3 separate regions of the Sus scrofa genome follow, and regions 2 and 3 are each linked to region 1. The links are chromatin contacts, called in public Hi-C and HiChIP or PLAC-seq maps. All regions are on one chromosome and are shown on one strand. The core of a region is the stretch at or near the end of the contact, and the rest is flanking DNA. Distances in the headings are between cores, read along the strand shown.

What was found. Hi-C and Micro-C count contacts between places; a contact is called where the count stands out from the background. HiChIP or PLAC-seq counts read pairs in DNA pulled down with a chosen protein or histone mark.
Region 2: an H3K27ac HiChIP or PLAC-seq map of alveolar macrophages shows a contact between it and region 1. The contact joins the promoter of ZNF362 here to the promoter of ZSCAN20 in region 1. A contact is called at or near these places in 1 of 5 promoter capture datasets (liver) and 1 of 2 datasets of contacts at active chromatin or transcription factors (alveolar macrophages).
Region 3: a Hi-C map of embryonic fibroblasts shows a contact between it and region 1, with 2.0 times the contacts expected there. The contact joins the enhancer-like site here to the promoter of ZSCAN20 in region 1. A contact is called at or near these places in 2 of 5 promoter capture datasets (fetal liver and liver), 15 of 47 Hi-C or Micro-C datasets (brain, embryonic fibroblasts, epiblast stem cells and 8 more) and 2 of 2 datasets of contacts at active chromatin or transcription factors (alveolar macrophages and skeletal muscle).

The regions. Positions count from the first base shown.
Region 1 is chr6:89,731,275-89,733,852 of Sscrofa11.1, forward strand. It overlaps ZSCAN20 (zinc finger and SCAN domain-containing protein 20), which reads left to right and starts at 1,292. Exons shown (of 8, transcript XM_021095857.1): 1 at 1,292-1,414.
Region 2 is chr6:89,512,541-89,515,118 of Sscrofa11.1, forward strand. ZNF362 (zinc finger protein 362) reads left to right here and starts at 1,286. Exons shown (of 9, transcript XM_021095853.1): 1 at 1,286-1,411.
Region 3 is chr6:89,556,802-89,559,379 of Sscrofa11.1, forward strand. A3GALT2 (alpha-1,3-galactosyltransferase 2) reads right to left here. Exons shown (of 5, transcript XM_021095855.1): 5 at 691-2,309. The coding sequence ends at 1,622. Among named protein-coding and RNA genes, the nearest start is that of A3GALT2, 4.7 kb to the right of the region's middle. Within about 2 kb of position 1,285, at least 18 of the 83 cell types and tissues checked have an H3K27ac peak or open chromatin away from gene starts, as enhancers often do. A contact at or near this core is called in alveolar macrophages, embryonic fibroblasts, retroperitoneal adipose tissue and 2 more, where this site is marked.

The sequences.
Region 1 (2,578 bases), core at 42-2,541:
GATACAAGCTCAAGCTCTTTACATATTTTCCCCCACTTATTCCTCTAGCAAACTTTATCAGGTAGATGCCATAATTATAATTCCCATTTTACAGATAAGAAAATTGAGGCATAAAGAGGTTAAGTAATTCGCCTAAGGTTTACAACTAGTGAGTGGAAAGGCCTATATCCGGCATTTAAAAGTTGAGGTTTCAGACACAAGCAGCTTGACTTCAGAGACCATACCTAACCTGCATTATCTCATTTAATCTTTGCAACACCTTGCAGTGTGGTTCTGTTACATCACCTGTATTTTATGGAAGAGAAAACTGAAGACAAAAGAGATGCAGTAATTTGTTCAGCACCACATAGCTATGAAGTCATTGGGCTGGGATGTGGATCAGTGCCTGACTACAAAACCCACTCTTCAAACTCGGATTGCTCATACCCTAGAATATTCACAGTGGAACAAAGCAACTGCATGTCTATTAAAATCATTCTGATTATTATTATTCTAATAATGACTAACAGTCTTCCAACACCCACGAAGTGCCAAGTTCTGTACTAACTGATTTACATAATAATAGCTAATATTCGCTGTGTATTATTAAGACCCAGGTCTTTTTTTTTCTTTTTGTCTTTTTAGGGCCACACCCAGGCTAGGTGTCTAATCGGAGCTATAGCTGCCGGCCTACGCCAGAGCCACAGCAACTGCCATAGCCGAGCCACGTCTGCGACCTACACCACAGCTCACAGCCACGCAGGATCCTTAACCCACTGAGCGCAGCCAGGGATGGAACCCGCAACCTCATGGTTCCTAGTCGGATTCGTTTCCGCTGCGCCACTAAGGGAACTCCAGGACCCAGGTCTTGAGCTAATCGTTCCAGATATATTAGCCCAAGGAAGTCTCGGATGCTATTATTATTCTCACTTCACAGGTGAAGAAAGCGAGGTTCACACTAGATCCAAAGTCATGCTGCTTAAATTTGAATTGACAATTCCCGCCCACCAGTCTGGTCACCTCTAAACACCGTCTCTCCTTATTTCTCGTTTCTGCTTTCCTCTCTTCGGGGCCGGCTCTCATTTCACCCTTTCAATAGACTCCGCCCCTTCGGTTGAATGCCCGCCCACTGGGCGGTGCCATTATCCTGCAGCCTGTGGAAAGGACCGGGATCACAACAGGCCCCGCCCCCATGCGTAAACGCTGTTCGGATTTGTTCCGGTGCGGGGCTGGAGAAGATGACGCATCTATTGGCTGACGACGTCTGAAAGGTCGCAAGCGGAGGGGGCCGCCCACACGCGCTCGCGCGGTTCCTTCTGGGAGTTATAGTCGCCGACGCTCCATTCCCGGGGTGGCGCCGTTCGGGACTCCGCGTCCCAGCATTCTCTGCGCGAGCCCTGGAGCACTTCCGCCCTGTTGTGAAGTGGGTGTCTCGGTGGGTGAGTCCGGGTGGCGGGGCGGGGGCAGCTGAGACTCAAGGCTCTGGGCTGGAGACTTAGGAGGTGGTGGTGTCGCAGGGGGCCGGGGAAGGTTAGAGGGGAGAAAGAAGCTTTTGTGTGGGGTCGGGGGTGAGGGGCGGTCAGAGGATGAAGCGTCCGGTGATGGAAAGGGTCACACAAGGGTCGGGGACTAGGAGGGAGATAGAAGGCCCTGAGCGTGAAGAGGTTCTTAAGAAAGGATTGTAGCTGAGGGAAATGGGAGAAGTTCTGAAGGTGGAAGCGTCTAGAGACCTCATAGGGAAGGATAGGAGGGTTCCTGGGCCCTGGCAAGAAGTGAAGATAAGAGGGCCTGAGATTAAAGCCTGACCTTAAAATAGTGTTCCAGCCTCTCCCTGCTCATCTAAGACAAACATACTAGATTTGCTAACCCCTTACACTTTCTCTCCTGGTGGTGACCTCTGGAACCCAGTGGGTGGGACTGGCTGTGGTGTTCAGCTCCAAACCTGCACCTCTTTCCTTCTGCCAGGTGGAATTGAATGGTACCAACATCCACTTTACCCAGGTGTATTCTGATTCTTCTTGCATTCTTCCCTATTCTGGGATCTTAAAATCTTTCAATTTCCTTAACATCTGGCGACATTTCCTTGTCAGGGATTTTGCTGAAGCCTACCCCTTTTCACCTTCTTAGCTTGAACAAACACATTATAGCCACAAATCAGATGAGACCTTCTATTTAAAAACCTTCATTAACTCCCATAACCTATGGAATTAAACCCAAACACCTTAGCCTGACATTCAAGACCCTTCATGAACACCCTTTACAGCCTAATCTTGATGCTCTCAAGGTACCTATCTTGGGGAGGTTGTTTGGTCCCTCACCATTATACATGCTGTTCTTTCTGCTTAGAATATACACCTTCCTCCCAACCCCCATTCTGTCAAGAGAACCAGTCTTTCTTCTAGAACCAACTCAGCTGTTACTTGGTTCATTTAAGTCACCCCCTACTCTGGCTACCACAGACCTCTTTTACTCTATTTACCATATTTGATCATAATTATCTGTGGGTTTTTCGTTGCTGTTGGTTTTTTGTTTCTTCTACTATACTATGAGCATCTCTGGGACAGGAACAGTTTCTGAGGCACTTCCATATCCCCACTGC
Region 2 (2,578 bases), core at 36-2,535, 220 kb before region 1:
AGCATCTGATAGTAGGTCCTTAACCACTCTTTACTGAATTGGAAAATGTTTCCTGGAGGAAGGCAAACACTGGCGGGTGATTGTTTTTGTGCGTCCTTCCCCTGGGGCCTGGGTGCTCCCTGAGGGCAGAGCCAGCCTGGATTCATCCTGGCCGAGGGGCTGGGTGGCAGTGTCACAGGAGGTCTGAGCCTGGTGAAAGGACCAAGGGGACTGGCTGTCTCCTCAGGTAGAAGTGAAGTTTGGAAGCTGCCACAGCCCGGGAGGCCGAATTGGGAGGACTTGGTGACTGATTGGCTGGGGAGGGTGAGGCGGGAGGAGGAGTCACACACAGATGGCTCTGAGGTCTGGAGCTGGGGGACAGCCGTTGCCACCTCTGATAGACTCGACGAGGAGAACCGCTGGCAGCCTCGGGAGGCCCCACCCTTTGGGGGCTTGGGCCTAGGGCCAGGGAGGGCCGGGGCTTATGGAGGGAGGGTGGCTTGGCCTTTACAAACTTCTGCCCCTCATCCCCGAGTCCTCGTCTTAAAAAAAAAAAAAAAAAAAAAAAAAAAAAATCTCGGCCTGGATTTTGAGCACGATCGTTGGTTATCAGGTGCGGAGGGGGCATCCTGGGGACACCCTCCCGCCTGCCATCTGCAAGGGAGACCCCCAGGGACAGCCTGGCCCCGGGCGCGCTCGGCCTGGTCGGGGCCGCGGCCCGCCAAGCCCAAGTCCCCAGCCCGCCATCGCCGGGAAGGGGGCGGCGAGGCGGCGGCGGCCCGGCCTGGGCGGGACAATGGCTGCGGCCGCCGGGGCCCCGGGAGCCCCCGCGCTGGGGAAGGGGCTGGCCTAGGGCCGGGCGCCGGTGCCCTCCCCGCGCGGCTCGGGCGGGCGGAGGGGGGCGAGGAGTTCCTTTGTGGCTCAGCCTCCGGCGCGGCGCGGGCGGGGGCGCCGCGCAACTTTGCGAGGCGGCGGCGGCGAGCGAGAGACGAGGCCCCGGGGCCTGAGCGGGGCCCCCAGTGCGCGGCCCGCCCCCGCCCCCCGCCCGGCCCCCTCCCCTCGCGCGCCGTCGCCCGCGCCCGGCGCTGCCCACTCGCGGGAGCCCCCGGGGCCGGACGAGCTGCGCAGCCGGAGAGGCGGGGGCCCGACGCGGGCCCCCCCCCTCCCGGAGCCGGGCGCCTGGCGCGGGGGCTCGCCGAGCGCACGGGGGGCCGCGCGGCGCTGCAGACCCAGCCTCCTACTGCCGCCGCCGCCGCCGCCGCCTCGGCGCTTGCAGAACCCAGAAGTGAACAGCAGGCGACCCGGAAGGTTTGCGCGCCGCTCCGCACCGAGCCGGAGCCAGAGCCCGGAGCCGGAGCCCCAGCCCGGCCCTGCTCGGGCCGCCGGGCGCGGGGCTGCGGCCGCGTCCCGGAGCCGCCGCCAGCACAGCCAGGTCCGTGCGGGCCCGGGGCGCGGGGAGTGGGCCCGGCGGCGGCGGGCGCCCGCCCGCGGGAAAGTTGCGCCGAGTTGCGGGCGGGGGGCCGGCCGGGGCGCGGGCGCTGTCAGCGCGGGCCGGGGCGTTCCGAGGGCCCGGGGCTGCCTGCGCCGCGGGCCCGGCCCGGAGCGGCGGCGGCGGCGGCGGCGGCGCGCGGGGTAGGAAGTGTCTCCGGCGGCGTGTCTGGTCTGCTCTCCGAGTGTGCGTGTGTGTGTTTGTACGTGTGTGTATGTGTGTGTGTGTGCGCGCGCGTGTGTGTGTGTGTGTTTTCTTAAGCCGGGCTATTCAAACCTGCTGCAATTCTCCGGTAAACAATGATTCATGGGGCTTAATGCAAATAAACGGATTGCAAACGGCGCGGTTCGCGCACTTTGCAGCCGGCCCGGTGGAACGGCCAGTGCCGGATTTCTCCCTTTTTTTGCAGATCTGCAGAATATGGCGTCCCTGTCCTGTTTTAAAAATAAGCCAGGCTGCCATTTTTGTTTTTCTTTTGTCTGAAAATTTTAATAAAACTGTCTGAGAATGTGGGAGAGGCGGCTGGAGGCAGAGGGGGCACCCGAAGGGTTGGCTTTTTTCCTTTTCTTTGGCAAGAGCCGAGAGCCTTGCGGGGAGGTGAGACACAATGCAATTGCACTTTAAAGAAAAAAAAAAAGGAAGCCGCTGGGCGATTTAGGGGGAAGGGTTGGGAATTTAAAGTTAACTCTGAAAGTTTTCTTTTTTTTTTCTTCTTTTTTTTTTTTAGCTTTTTTTCTTTCTTTTTCTTCTTCTTCTCCTTTTTCTTTTCTTTCTTTTTTTTCTTTTCTTTTTTTTTTTTTTAAGGCAGCGAAATGCCGCGAAAGGATCTCGGGAGCATCTCCTCCCCCAGCCAGATGCCTTTGCGGGGTTTTGGGGAAAAAGTTAACTGCCGATTTCCTCAGAGCTGCGGGGGGCGGGGGGGGGTGTGGAGGGATGGGAACGGGGGTTTTGGGGGAACAGGAAATGTCTTCTGGAAGGGACGGTGTAAGATGGCATTGTAAGGAACTAGATTCTCAGATTTGGAGGGGAAGGTTGGCAGTAAGGGCTCTGAGTGGGCCTTGGCTTTCCAGCTAAGACCCTCGGCATGAGGAAATAATCCTGCTCTCCCCC
Region 3 (2,578 bases), core at 35-2,534, 170 kb before region 1:
CCCCTGCAAGGAAGGTGACTGGCATCCCCACTGTACGTTGAGAAAACTGAAACGCAGCAAAGGTAAGGACTCTTCCTTTCCACAGCCACGGGGAGTCAGAAGAGGAGCAGATTCCCGTCCAGATCTCAGCGGCCTGCGCGCAAGTCTTGGCTGGCTCAGGGGTCCGTGTGTGGCCTGTGGTGAATGATGCAGGGTAAGGTGGAGAATATTCTCCCATTAGAGGAAGGGGTGTGCCAGCTCACAGTTATCAAGCGATAACCTGTTCTTAGGCACACCTGGCCTGTTCCTAGCTCTAACCCGGAGTCCAAAAGGCCTTCTGGGTTCTGCTAGTTTAGGCAGGAGACCCTGGGACCTTGGAACTGCTTCTGAAAGGAGAGTTATCTCTTCTCTCACCTCATCAACAACTGGAACGTGTTTTAAAATTGTTCACTTGTGAAAACCATCAGAGCTGGCTTATAGCCAGAATTGCTCTCCTACCTGAAAACAGGGGAGGCTGTTAAAAATGCAAGGTCTGTGCCTCAGCGGAAACGAATCTAACTAGTATTCATGAGGATGCAGGTTCAATCCCCGGCCTTGCTCAGTGGGTTAAGGATCTGGCGCTGCTGTGAGCAGTAGTGTAGGTCGCAGGCACGGCTCAGATTCCATGGTTGCTGTGGCTGTGGTGTAGGCCCGCAGCTGCAGGTCTGATTCAAACCCCTAGCCTGGTAACCTCCCTATGCCATGGGTTTAGCCCTAAAAAGACAAATTAAAAAAAAAAAAAATCAAGGTCTATGACAACACTACCTAAATGGTTCAAAAGACCCAGAGGGAAGGCCCACCCTCTCATTTCCCCAACTGTCAGACAATCTCAGGGGCAGGCTTCCAGCAGATAATGTCCTTGTCCCCACAGCTATTTCCTGGAGGGAACCACCTTTCCTGGAGGGCCTCATGACTTCACGCTCCTACTCAGACGTGTGTTTTTCCCTACTGAGGATGAAGAGTCTGGACAGCAAGCATGGGTGAGAACACTGATCTCCCAGACACTGTGGCCAAACAGCCATATGGGACCCGTGGCCGGGAAATGTCTTCTTTGTGGACTTTTGACTCTCTAGGAGAAAGGGCCATAAGGGCACTTTGGAATAATGTAGTTTATTATAATATTACTTAACTATGTACCAACGGTGTAGAGAGCGGGGGAGGTTAACCAGCAAAGTCAGGGAACCGGATGCCACTGAGTTTCTTCATCTGGGGCTTGTGCCTAGAAGCAGATGTATTTGGCCTGAGGGTCAGTCTTGCTCTCCAGCTGCTGACCTCACAGGCTGACTCATAGATCCTCTGGGTCCTCGGGCCATCATGTTCCCTTTTGGCGCCTCAGTACCATATAAAGCGTAGGGGATATGGGGAAGGGGCTAAAACATCTCTTCAGAGGGCCTCCGCTGAACTCAGTAAGGTCAGAGGTGAAAGGTCTCCAGGCAGCTGGAGGTGCCCGGGTCTCGATGGAAAGGGATGGCTCATCCTCCTCCGGGAGCCACGTCCCAAAGGCCCAGCCTCCTGCAGCCATGCCGCAGCGGGGGAGGCGTTCACGCAGTCTCCCCCCACCCCCAGTGCCCCGCTGCTTCCAGAAGGGCCCCCACCGGCATTGCTAGCTTTGCAGCAGGGCATACTCCTTGGGCGCCCAGAGCAGGCGCGGGCAGTGGATCTCAGCCCAGCGGCCAAGATCGGGGCTCCAGCAAAACTCAGGCGACAGCAGCTTGGTGGGCTTGTGCAGCCAGAAGAACTTATTGAGGTGGCTCTTGTCGTGCCAGCGCGCCTCCAGGCCGCGCGAGCGGTCCCGCCGCAGGCCCCGGGCGCAGTGCGCCGTCAGACGCCGCAGCGCGGCCACGCTGCCCCCGAACACGGCCGCATGGTAGTAGAGGTCGCCCTCGCCCGGGCCCAGCACGGCGGCCGAGCGCGTGTCACGCTCAAAGGGCAGCAGCCACCGCGGCCAGCGGTAGTGCCAGGCGTGCAGCTGCGCCACCGACTCGGCCAGCGCCTCGGGCCCGAAGGCGCCACTGAAGTGCTGATCCACGTCCATGCAGAACACGAAGCACGCCCCGTGGCCCAGGCGCCCCCCGAGCGCCGGGTGCAGCGCGCGCATGCGCGCCATGGACACGTCCTGCCAGCGCCGCTCACGCGCCAAGTGCTCCACCCGTAGCCCACGGTCGGGGCCCAGCAGCAGGCGGGGCATGGCTGCAGGGCGCTCGGTGAACACGTAGTACACGACGCACTGGCCCACCATGAAGTGCTGCTCTGCTGTCTCCAGGAAGTGTGCCAGGTACTTCTCCAGGTACCTGCGGAGCGGGCCGTCCGAGTCAGCTGGTCACTGCGCCCTTCCCAGCCGTCCCCATGTCCGTTCTGGTGACCCTGCGACCCCAGGCCCAGGAACTCCGGAAAGGGCAGTCCCCGTTGGAGGCAAATTAAAATTAATTGCCAATTGGAGTTCCTTGGTGGCTCAGCAAGTTAAGGATCTGGCGTTGTTACTACTGTGGCTTGGGTCACGGGTTTGATCCCTGGCCTGGGTTGGAATCCTGGCCCAAGAACTTCCTCATGCGGAAGGTGT